2 separate regions of the Sus scrofa genome follow, and region 1 is linked to region 2. A link is a contact called in public Hi-C data. All regions are on one chromosome and are shown on one strand. The core of a region is the stretch at or near the end of the contact, and the rest is flanking DNA. Distances in the headings are between cores, read along the strand shown. Region 1 has its middle 110 kb from the start of PID1. Region 2 overlaps PID1 (phosphotyrosine interaction domain containing 1).

Region 1 (5,441 bases), core at 524-3,023, 170 kb after region 2:
CTCTCCGGCTTTCAGTTTCTTTATCGATAAAATGAGGATAAAAGTGGTTAAGGGAGGTAAATGAGCTAGATAATTCAAATAAAACTCCTCAGCACAGTGCCACACACACGGCACGTGTTCCATAAAAGCAGCCATTGTCCTTATCTGCCTGGCTCTGGTGTCTTCCTGTCAATTGGGTCTGCCTGGAAAAGTGTCAGATATGCCAAGGTTTTCTTTCTGCCTGATGGGCCCGATCCAGTGGTCTCCAGCTAATCTTCTAGAAGGTTCTTCTGTCTCCTTTCTCCAGGGAAAAGTGGAAGTGGATAAAAATAGAGAAAGATGTCTAGCACAACCAGCTCCAAGCCAGGGTAAGATCGGCCCAATATGACAAGGCAGAGAAAGGGCAGAGTAATCCGGGGGGAGAAGTACTCTTACCCCTTAAAATACCCAAATAGTATTTGGTTACAAACGTCAACCTTTTTTATTTTTTTGCTTTTTAGGGCTGCATCCACAGCATATGGAAGTTCCCAGGCTAGGGGTAAATCGAAGCTGCAGCTGCCAGCCTATGCCACAGTCACAGCACTGCGGGATCCGAGCTTTGTCTGCAACCTACACCACAGCTCAAGGCAACACCAGATCCTTAACCCACTGAGTGAGGCCAGGGATTGAACCCGCCTCGATACTAGTCGGATTCATTTCCACTGCACCACAATGGACATTCCAAACTTTTTATCAGCCAAAAGTTGAACAAGAAACCCAGAGAAAGTTCTTCAAGATCTGGTTTCCTCATTTCACCCTCCTGAAGGTTCTACTGTACAGCCGCTGGCCAAAATGTGAATGAAACAGAAAAGCAGTGAGAGAGAAAAGATGGTCCCCACTGAGAAGCCAAAAACCACTGTATTTTTTATATTTTCTAGATCTGCCTCGGAGACATTTTAATCTCAGGGAAAACAGGCAGAGTATTGGAACCTTTGTAGACTGTCTCATGAGAAGACAGCTACATGGAGAGTCCATGGTTAGAATTTTCTGGAATCGTTTCTATACCTCTCTACACCACATTCCACTCCGTCCTTGTAATAACTATACCCCAGGCAAGACTGCGTTGGCCTCCTTTGTACCAAGCTCAGTCTCCAGTCGTCTTTCTCCTGCTCTCCACCTTTCCAGGCTTCTAGAAACATGTAATTGGTAGCTCACCAAAGACAGATACTCTGGCATGCAGGCTCCTTAGAGCTGAGACCACACTCCCGCATGGACGACTCTGTCACTTCCAGCACATCTGCCCAACCCAATCAGGCAACACTTGCAAATTATAAACTATCAAGGCCAGAAGTAATCTCATCTCTGTTTTAAAAAACCAATACCTTAGCCTTTTTTTTTTTTAAGTGAAAAGTCCCCTTTCACTTTTCCGAAAAGAGCCTGCCGGTCTCAAATCTGCTTCTTTAAAAATTTATAATTCTCCCGAGTCCCTTTAAGGAAAAAAAAAAAAAAAAAAAAAAAGTCCTCTGTGCAAAGGAGAAAGTAAAAAGGGAAGAATTCATATTTATTCATTTTTAAAAGTCAGGGCGGTAATTTAAATCCTCACATTCCTTTTGATCCTATTATATCTTTAATGGCAGAAGCTCCCAGCGAGGGCTCGAGTGGGATGTAACAAGTTTTAACATTCAAGGGAGCAGATGAACTTGCCGCGGTTTGTGTGACTGAATGAGAAATTACCCAGCTCAGCCCTGCTCGGGGCAACAGGTCGCTCTGCTTGTACTGGATTTGGGTCAAACCTCAAATCAGAAAATATCAGCATCATTTTGTTTGGCAAAGAAGCAGGTTTTGATAACGGTAATCCAACCTGATCAAAGATGCCATTTCCTGCAAGAGGGCAGGTTACTGAACTCAAATTAGAAGGTGACTGTCTAGCCTAAACAAAGTTCAGCTGCATCCCCTGAGCCACAGACTCTCTGAATGGGCCTCATCTAATAGGAACTGATAAAGTCAATTAAGGAAAGAGGTCCTGTACTTCCCTCACCTCTTTTGTTTCTAGGTATTTCTACAATAAATTGATGGACTCCTCAGTCTTGTTAAGAAGTTCTGGGAATCTTTTTTTTTTTTTTTTTTTTGTCTTTTTAGGGCTGCACCTGTGGCATGTGGAGGTTCCCAGGCTAAGGGTCTAATCAGAGCTGTAGCCACCGGCCACAGCCACAGCCACAGCAACACCAGATCCGAGCTGCGTCTTCGACCTACACCACAACTCATGGCCAACGCCAGATCCTTAACCCACTGAACGAGGCCAGGGATCGAACCCGAAACCTCATGGTTCCTAGTCGGATTCGTTTCCACTGCGCCATGACAGGAACTCCTGGGAACACTTTCTTAAAGCACTTTCTTCATTCAAGCTCATCTAAACTCTCACTGTTAAATGCCTTAAAAATGGATGAGGAAAAAATTAAGGAGATTGTATGAGAAGGTTAAAAAAATTTATGGAGTTCCCGTTGTGGCGCAGTGGTTAACGAAGCTGACTAGGAACTATGAGGTTGCAGGTTTGATCCCTGGCCTTGCTCAATGGGTGAAGGATCCGGCCGTGAGCTGTGGTGTAGGTCGCAGACGCGGCTCGGATCCAGCATTGTTGTGGCTCTGGCGTAGGCCTGTGGCTACGGCTCTGATTCGACCCCTAGCCTGGGAATCTCCATATACCACAGGAGTGGCCCTAGAAAAGGCAAAAAGATAAAATAAAATAAAATAAAATAGAATAGAATAGAATAGAATAGAATAGAATAGAATAGAATAGAATAGAATAGAATAGAATAAAATAAAATAAAATAAAATAAAATAAAATAAAATAAAATAAATAAAAAGATTTGTGTAAGGAGGGTGGGGCTTCAGACTCGGCTCAAAGAGCCGGATTCATCGTGATGGCCTCATCAACCAAGTTTTCCATCTCCCTCCCCATGGCCACAGCATCTGGGCATGTAAAGTGTCCCATTCACTGAGGAATCAAGCAAACCAATGTTTCTATACGGTGGTGCCTTGAAGGCCAAAAAAATGGGGGGGGAACCCCAGACAGCAAACAGAGCCGGTGACAAAGATAACCACAAGGAATGTAAACAAAATATTATTACAAGCAGCTCACTCACCACCTCACCCTCAACAACTCCCTGCTCTAGAAGCAAAAAGTGAAAACAGACAAATTTGTGTAAAGAGGAGCAGAGCTGCTCTTCGGGAAGAAGCCATAAATATGAAGATTTTTCTCCATGTGGCTCATTTTTTGAATCCCAAGGCTTGAGAGAATACTTTTCAAAGAGAACCTGGCGGCTAATTTAAATTTGGGGAGCTGGAAGTGAAGCCCCAGGTTGATAAGTCCCTTCCAAGGGTGACTTGATCTTAGTCAGCGATAAGCCATGTTTACCTGAGCTTTTAAAAGCCAAAACCCCTGCTCTTTCAATGTGACACTTCAGAACGAAGCGTAAAATGAGAAACTGCCTTGTACATGCACACTGTAATAAACCAGGCTCATACCAAATGCATATGTGTACATTTCACGGAAGAGCTGGAGGACATTTCCAGCAAGGAACGATTGCCATGCGGAGCGCAAGCCAGAGCTGGCTCCTGCCAAGGGTCACGTGCTATGGAGCACACAGGAGTCCCTTCGTGAAACAGGCCGGTAGAAATAACTTCAAGAGACAAAAATCCACAAACCCTGCAGAGACGTCGATGCCCACGCCGTAAGCACCACCCCCAGCAATTCTGGCTGCATCTTTCTCAGGACCTCCAAGAGCTCCCCTCCTTACTTGGATGGGGGAGGCCCTCCACCGGCACTCAGGCGCTCCTTCTTCTAATATAATTCCACGCCCTGAACTTAAAAAAAACCCACGTGTACAAGTGGTAACTGATGCCACCGCAGAAACAGACTGATACCACCTTTGGCCAATCATTCAGAGCCTGATGTCGCTCTCTTCATAAGAAAAGGAATTAGGAGACTGGTCACCCACCGCCTTATCTTCAGGCCAAAGATCTCCTTTCTTGTTCAGTCTGAGACCCTAGGGGTCTGGCCTGGTGTCTGAGGCTCTTCCTATGAACCCATTCCTCCAAACTTTAGTTCCAGAGAGGCTTGGAAAGGGGCTATGGGGCATCTTTTTTCTGCTAAAAGCAATGTCCCCTGTGGGTTAATCCTCAGTATATGAGAACTCACAGGCAAAGGCTGGCCTTTCCTAGCATCTGAGAGACAGTCTGTGTTTGGCAACTTCGAATTTTCATTGAAAAACCAAGCCAGCCAGGGCTCCCGGCCCCCACTGTCCCAAGTCTTCAGATGCCCTCAGCCTTCAGGGGTGCTGTATTTTACCACCTAAAGGCTTCTTCAAAGTTTACTATGTAACAATGTGGCTCTGAGCCTCCCGAAATTTAACTGCAGGATTCAGTGGATTTTTTTTTTTTTTTTTTTTTTTCTGGCAGCATAGCTGCTCTGCCTCCTGAGAAGATTTTTGAGCAAAAGCAGTCATCAAACCTTGCAGTCAGGGTAATACCGGGGTCCCAAGGGTCAGGATATAGCCCCTCTCTGAAAATGCCCCTCTTTTCTCACTTTGACCCCTTTCCCATCTCCCTAGCTTCAGAGTCCACACGAAAGACAGTTGGGCATGTCAGTTGATATCAGTGGAAAACTTTTAATGGGATAACCCAGGGCCTGACTCTTCATGGCTGAACCTAACTTTTGATTTTCAAATATCTGGGGGGAGCTTGGGTTCAGGGGAGATGAAGGAAGGGGGCCGACGAATGGAGAAAAATAAAATAAGCAGCATACCACCGACCAAGCCAAACCAAGCTTGATATTTCCAAATTATATTGGCAAACAGATGCTTTCACAAATCATTTGTTCTGTCTTTCCTGGAGACAAAAAGAAAAAAAATAATAATAATCTGGATGCAAAAATCCTAACCCCAGACCAGTCAATTTGTGTCCGTGGAATGCAACCTAAAATTGCTGGTCAGAGAGTCCAACCTCACATATACCAACAGGCGCGCAGTAACCCCAAAGCCAAAAGTTGTGACGCCCGAGGCAATGCATTTGTCAGTTTCATCAACCTCCCCACCCTCACCCCGGCCCCTGGGTTAAGCTCACAGCACCAGGTTCTAATCCTTGTATTCTACACCACTGCTTGGGGGCAAATCCTTGCAAGTGGCCAGGGGTGTCACCTCTGCTCCTGAGGCCGAGCACCTCCTCCTCCAGGCTGGCCCCCGGCCGCCCGGTGCCCCTTACCTGCAGGCGCTCCGTGGCCGGCTGCCACATCTTCCAGCCGAGGGATTTGGCAGAGGAGACGCTGGCGAGACTCGTCGATCGCGCCAGAGGGCGAGGGGCCGCGGTCCCGCTTCACATCTGGGGTGGGTGTCCGCGGGATGTGCGTCCCAGAGCCCGGCGACCGCCGCGGGGTGGGCGCGGGGGACTGCGAGCCGGAGCAGGCGGCGCGGCGCTCGGCTGCCGGC
Region 2 (5,699 bases), core at 906-3,405:
TCAGCCTCCCTTACAGGACCACCTGTCAGCTGAACTGCCCCTGAATGGCCTCTGCCTGCGCTGCTGCGGGACAGCCATTCATCAGCCCGACAACACAACCCCGTCGATGTGAATGTTTTCAAGACGTGTGTAATGGGAGCCGCATATGAGATGATGCAACTCAGATTAGACTAAGAATCGACTTCGTGGTCGAAAATGTAGACACTGATGAAGCTGTGAGTAGCCAACTCTGTGTTTCCTGTGATTTTTCAAATGCAGACACAAATTAGTCTAAATTCATACAGCAATTACTGACTGTGTCACCCATTAGGAGTTAATCACACACTGTCTTATGCCATCTCCCCTGTTGCTTTGAACGCTTAGTAAATCGTTAATTAACCCAACGAACTTCCAACTTATAAAAACCCAATGTAGGCAGTGCTCACTCAGAAATGGGCTGCTGAGCTTCCGAGGGTTTCATTTTGTCTCTCTTGCTTCCTAAATACAGAACCTGGGAGAAGTGATTTTCTTTTCTGAGTTGACCCTCTTACCTACACAATGGGTATATGGTTCGTGCTTAACTTGAAACCATGTACCAGACCCTAAATCTTTGTGTTTTGAAGTAAAAGACCTTTTCTTTAGCTTCCCAGGCCTCCTCTCCATCTCAAAGGCTGACTCCAGAGTACGTGACTAGGAAATGCGGTTACAGCTAAAAACTAGTTAAAGCCATCTCCACGATGTTACGTCCTGCCTTCGCCCACTCACTCATCACCAAAGTTTACCTTCCAGTTAGAGTGCTATTGCACCTAGCGTCTGGCTGTTCACAAACGATCTCTTCCTTGATTAACTGCTTTCTTTCACCCATGGTAACTTTCCAGTTAGAGTTTTATTGCACCTAGTGTTTTCTTTTGTAATTGAGGCACTCCCTACCACCCCCTCTCTGGGAGCAATCTTCATTTCAGAGAGAAGGTCAAGGAAGGACAACTCTGAAGACAATCAAAAACCATCACCGGACCCACTGACACCAGATGTGAAGACTGCGAAGTGATCTGTGGACTCATGGAGGGACCTTCCTCCGTAACCCTGTCTTCTGAGCTCAACCTGTAAAACCCCTTGCTCTCCCCTCTCAAGTCAGGACAGAGTTCTGAGGCATGAGCCTGCTATGTCCTCCTTTGTCTGGCAAAGCAATAAAGTCGTTCTTTCTCTTCCTCAAAACTCTGTCTCCCAGACTGAATGGGTGCCAGTGTACAGAGGCCACATTTTCAGCTACAAACTCATAAGGATGGGATGAAATAAGATCACCTACAGGAAGCATTTCATACCCCACCTGGCTAAGGAGGCCATGCACAAACGCCAGCTCTAAGTGTCATGGGTGCAAGGTTTGAGGTGGGTCCCCAGTTCTCTATAAACCTGAATTTCTTCACCTAGAAAAATAAAGCAAGGCACAGACCCAAATCTCTCACTGGCATCACAGAACCAAGTGCACTGCTCTGACCAAGTTCCCAGACAGTAAACAGAATTTGTGGTAAACCAGTCACGTGATCTCCTGGATCCATAGGACATCATGGGTTCACTTGTTTTTTTTTTTTTTTTTAATAGGTCAACAAGCTTTTGAAACAGCTTTTTGCCAGGAAGTCCACAATGTTGTAACATGTTAATGTTTCATTTATCTCAGTTTTAGAATAATAAGAAGGAATTTCTGTAAACCAGGGAGATGGGGGCACTTCCTTTAGCCTGGACTCCAATCTGATCTGGGCCCACTTTACTCAAACAGCCCCCTACCCCTCCCAAGGGGAGATTCCATCAGCAGCAAAGGGCTTCCTTCCGGCTCAGCCTATTAAGAGCTGAATAACCCATTCAGCCACACTAAATCCAGTCTCTCCCCTCAGGACAGAAGGAAATAGTCCATTTGAACATCATTAGGCCAAGTCTCTTGAGATATAATTTATGGAAAGGAAAAGAGAGTTCTTACAGAAACGTGTGCGAGAGAGGAAGGGCCCAAGAGTGTGGACCCTGGTAAGTGTGTGCTCACCAGCTATTGCTATTGTTCAGCTGCCACTGGTGACTTAAACTGCTACAAGGGTCGAATTGCTGGTTCCCCGAGTCACCCAGAACCACAATGTCCTGTGCTCAGCAGAATGCCTGGGAAGGACGCCAGACCCTGAGCTAAATGCTTTATATCCATTCCTGATATCAGTCCTTACAAAGCCCAGCCATGTGCATACTAAGAAAAAAAGCCCGGCCACATATATATCATCCCAGTTACAGATAAGGAAACCGAGACCCAGAGCCTTCTAGGAAATGGAACACTGCACTTACATTCAGCGAAAATAATTACTTCTAAAAACATGCTTGGTCCATTAACCGAGAGAGTGCTTCATATATATTAGTTTCAGAAAAAAAAAATGCACCTCCTTTCAAGAAAAAGACAGGAGTAGCTAGAATCAAAGGAAAGACTGCTTAGGTTCTTAGCATCTGTCCAGAAGGGGATTCCATCGACGGCTGCCTACCCTCCCTACCTGGACATTATTTTTTCTTTTTAGGGCCGCACCTGTAGCATATAGATGTTCCCTGGCTAGGTGTTGAATTGGAGTTGCAGCTGCAGGCCTACGCCACCACCACTGTCACAGATCCGAGCCGCCTCTACAACCTATGCCACAGCTAGTGGCAATACTGTATCTTTAACCCACATCAAGGAGGCCAGGGATCAAACCTGTAAGAACTACGCTGGGTTCTTAACCTGCTGAGCCACAGTGGGACCTCCTGACATAATTATTAAGAACTAAAAGTTCTTCCCTTCCTGTGACACTTATATTTTACAATACATTTCAAGTATCATATGTGATTTTTACAAGTTTTTTGATGATTAAGAACTATTTATTATTTTTTAATTAAAGTATAGTTGAGTTACACTGTTGTGCTTATTTCTGCTGTACAGTGAAGTGACCCAGTCACACACACACACACACACACACACACACACACACACATTCCCTTTTATTATCTTCAATCATCGTCCATCCCAAGAGACTAGATAGAGTTCCCTGTGCTATACAGTATGGGGAACGTATCCATTCTAAATGCAGTAGTTTGCATATGTGATTTTTATCAGTCACATTGCTACAGCCAATAGCATCATCCGTTTTGTGAGCAGAGGAAAGTGATTTGCCCCAGACACTGGTCTGACTCTTGGTCTGTGCGTTAGAATCAGCTGGGAGCTCTGCACGTACACCCAGACCAGGGCAGTACCTCAGACCAAGTCAATCGGAATCCTTAGGGGTGACAGCCAGAAACAGCTAAAGTAATATTATCAGCATAATAATTTTGATCACACATTGAAAGAAGAACTATTCTGGAGTTCCCATTGTGGCTCAGAGGTAAACGAACCCAACTAGGATCCATGAGGACTTGGGTTCAATTCCTGGCCTTGCTCAGTGAGTAAGAATCCAGTGTCACCGTGAGCTGTGGTGTAGGCTGCAGATGTGGCCTGGATCTGGCATTATTGTGGCTGTGGTGTAGGCTGGTAGCTGCAGCTCTGATTCGACTGCTAGCCTGGGAACTTCCATATGCTGTGAATGCAGCCCTAAAAAGAGAAAGAAAAAGAAAAGAAATATTCTGAATATGCTAAATTATATTTTTAAAAAAACTTTATTAAAATTATTTTCGCCTGTTTATTTTTCACTTTTCAATGAGCCTTTCAGAATTTTAAATTACTGCTGTGGTTCCTACTATATTTCTGTTGGATGGAGCTGCCTTAGGGCAAGTCTGTGCTTACTTTAGTTAACCAAGTCACACGCATTTCTTTAGTTAACCATCCCATCCACCCATACATGGAGACTCTAAATAGCCCCAGTTGACAGATGACATAACTGAGGCACAGAGCGTGGAAGTACTTTGCCCAAAACCACAGAGGTGGTGAGAAGAGGGGCCTGGCTGTGCTTCAGGCAGACAGAGCCCAGCTGACTCTAAAACCCCACACTGTACATTGCATCCTCCCTTTAGCGTGTGATGAAATTTGTGTGGGGTGGATAGACAAGGAAGAACCTAAAGAAATAAGTGGCTGTCCATTATTTTGCTGAAGGATCTACTATCTACACATAAACTCAAATTCATATGGTAGGACCAAAATAATCTGAAAACCCAAAGCAGCACATTTTTCTGGCGATGGACTATTTTGATGGCAGTAAGTCTGGCATGTGATACGTATTTTCTTCTTTAAAGGCAGCCACTTAAAATCATTTGATTCTGGCTTAGCTTTCATTGTCCACCAGTGAGCAGACTGTCTATTCCTTTCTGTGGATACAATTAGAGTCTTGGAATCCTGTCTGTGCCATGATATTGATTTCTGGAAAATTTGATTTTAACTGATTCCAGATCCTGAAATGAAACCTAAAATAAAATAGCGAAATCTTGTGGCATGGTTCAGGGCCAACTGGGGCTCAGTATACTAAGACACATGAACCATCCTAGAAAGCACTAAGCACCTTGCCCTCCACGTATCTTTCAGCAACTATTTGTGAATAGCCTTTGTTCAGAAAGATGAGAACGAATTCCTTACTAGCTAATGGCAAATAGCCAAACAATTCATTTGCATCTTCAAAAGACTTGGGAGAAATTATACAATTAAGAATTTATTTCAGGAGTTCCCATCGTGCCACAGTGGTTAACGAACCTGAGTAGGAACCATGAGGTAGCGGGTTCGATCCCTGGCCTTGATCAGTGTGTTAAGCATCCAGCGTTGTGGTGAGCTATGGTGTAGGTCACAGACATGGCTCAGATCTGGTGTTGCTGTGGCTCTGGCGTAGGCCAGCGGCTACGGCTCCAATTAGACCCCTAGCCTGGGAACCTCCATATGCTTCAGGCGTGGCCCTAGAAAAGACAAAAAGACAAAAAAAAAAAAAAAGAATGTATTTTAGGATTTCCCTGGTGGCCTAGGGGTTAAGGACTCAGCATTGTCACTGCTGTGGCTCTTGTCACTGCTGTGGTTCCGGTCACTGCTGTGGCACAGGTTTAATACCTGGCCTGGGAACTTCTGCATCCCATGTGGGTGCAGCAAATTTTTTTTAAATTTTAAAATTAAAAAAATAATTTATTTTCTATCCACCATCTTGTTCCCTATAAAACTAGTTGGCCAAGGCAATAGATGGTGAAATATGAACCTTACTTTACACAAGGAGACTAATATATCCTGCTTTCTCTAACCAGCTAGCAACTGACAATCTGTGTAAATACTGAATTTTGGATGGAATGGATGATTTTTCAACTACCTTAGAAATACTTTACTTTCATATTAATCTGCATTGGCTTCTAAATTCTTATTATTAAGAAATTAATGAATGACAAATTGAGACTTACAGGCCCTAGTAATCCATATTCTTGAAAAATGTCTTAGGTGTTTTCTGGAATGAGATGGAGTAAAACTAACTGGATATATTAATAGACAGCTGGCTGGACAGCTAGGTGGCTTAGTCAATGGATAGTCCGAAAGGGAGAAGAAAAGATAAACTAAAAAGCTGGAACAGAAGTAAAGAAATAGATTTTTAAAAGGAAAAAAGAGGGAGAAATAAGTAAATAAACAAGCCAATTATCTAAAATAAAGCTTACAAACAAAGGACTCAATCTGCAATAGCATTCAATATCAGGTATCTCATAGTTGCGAAGATTAAATGAAAATTTTTAAAAAGTTTTTTGTACAGGCTCTGCCACATATAAAAATGTAA

The links. Hi-C and Micro-C count contacts between places; a contact is called where the count stands out from the background.
Region 1: a contact with region 2 is called in a Hi-C map of liver, with 6 times the contacts expected there. The contact joins two enhancer-like sites. A contact is called at or near these places in 5 of 47 Hi-C or Micro-C datasets (liver and skeletal muscle) and 1 of 2 datasets of contacts at active chromatin or transcription factors (skeletal muscle).

The regions. Positions count from the first base shown.
Region 1 is chr15:130,327,163-130,332,603 of Sscrofa11.1, forward strand. No RefSeq gene overlaps it. Among named protein-coding and RNA genes, the nearest start is that of PID1, 110 kb to the left of the region's middle. Within about 2 kb of position 1,774, at least 3 of the 83 cell types and tissues checked have an H3K27ac peak or open chromatin away from gene starts, as enhancers often do. A contact at or near this core is called in liver, where this site is marked.
Region 2 is chr15:130,154,561-130,160,259 of Sscrofa11.1, forward strand. The region is part of intron 2 of PID1 (phosphotyrosine interaction domain containing 1); the gene reads right to left. Among named protein-coding and RNA genes, the nearest start is that of PID1, 58 kb to the right of the region's middle. Within about 2 kb of position 2,156, at least 2 of the 83 cell types and tissues checked have an H3K27ac peak or open chromatin away from gene starts, as enhancers often do. A contact at or near this core is called in liver, where this site is marked.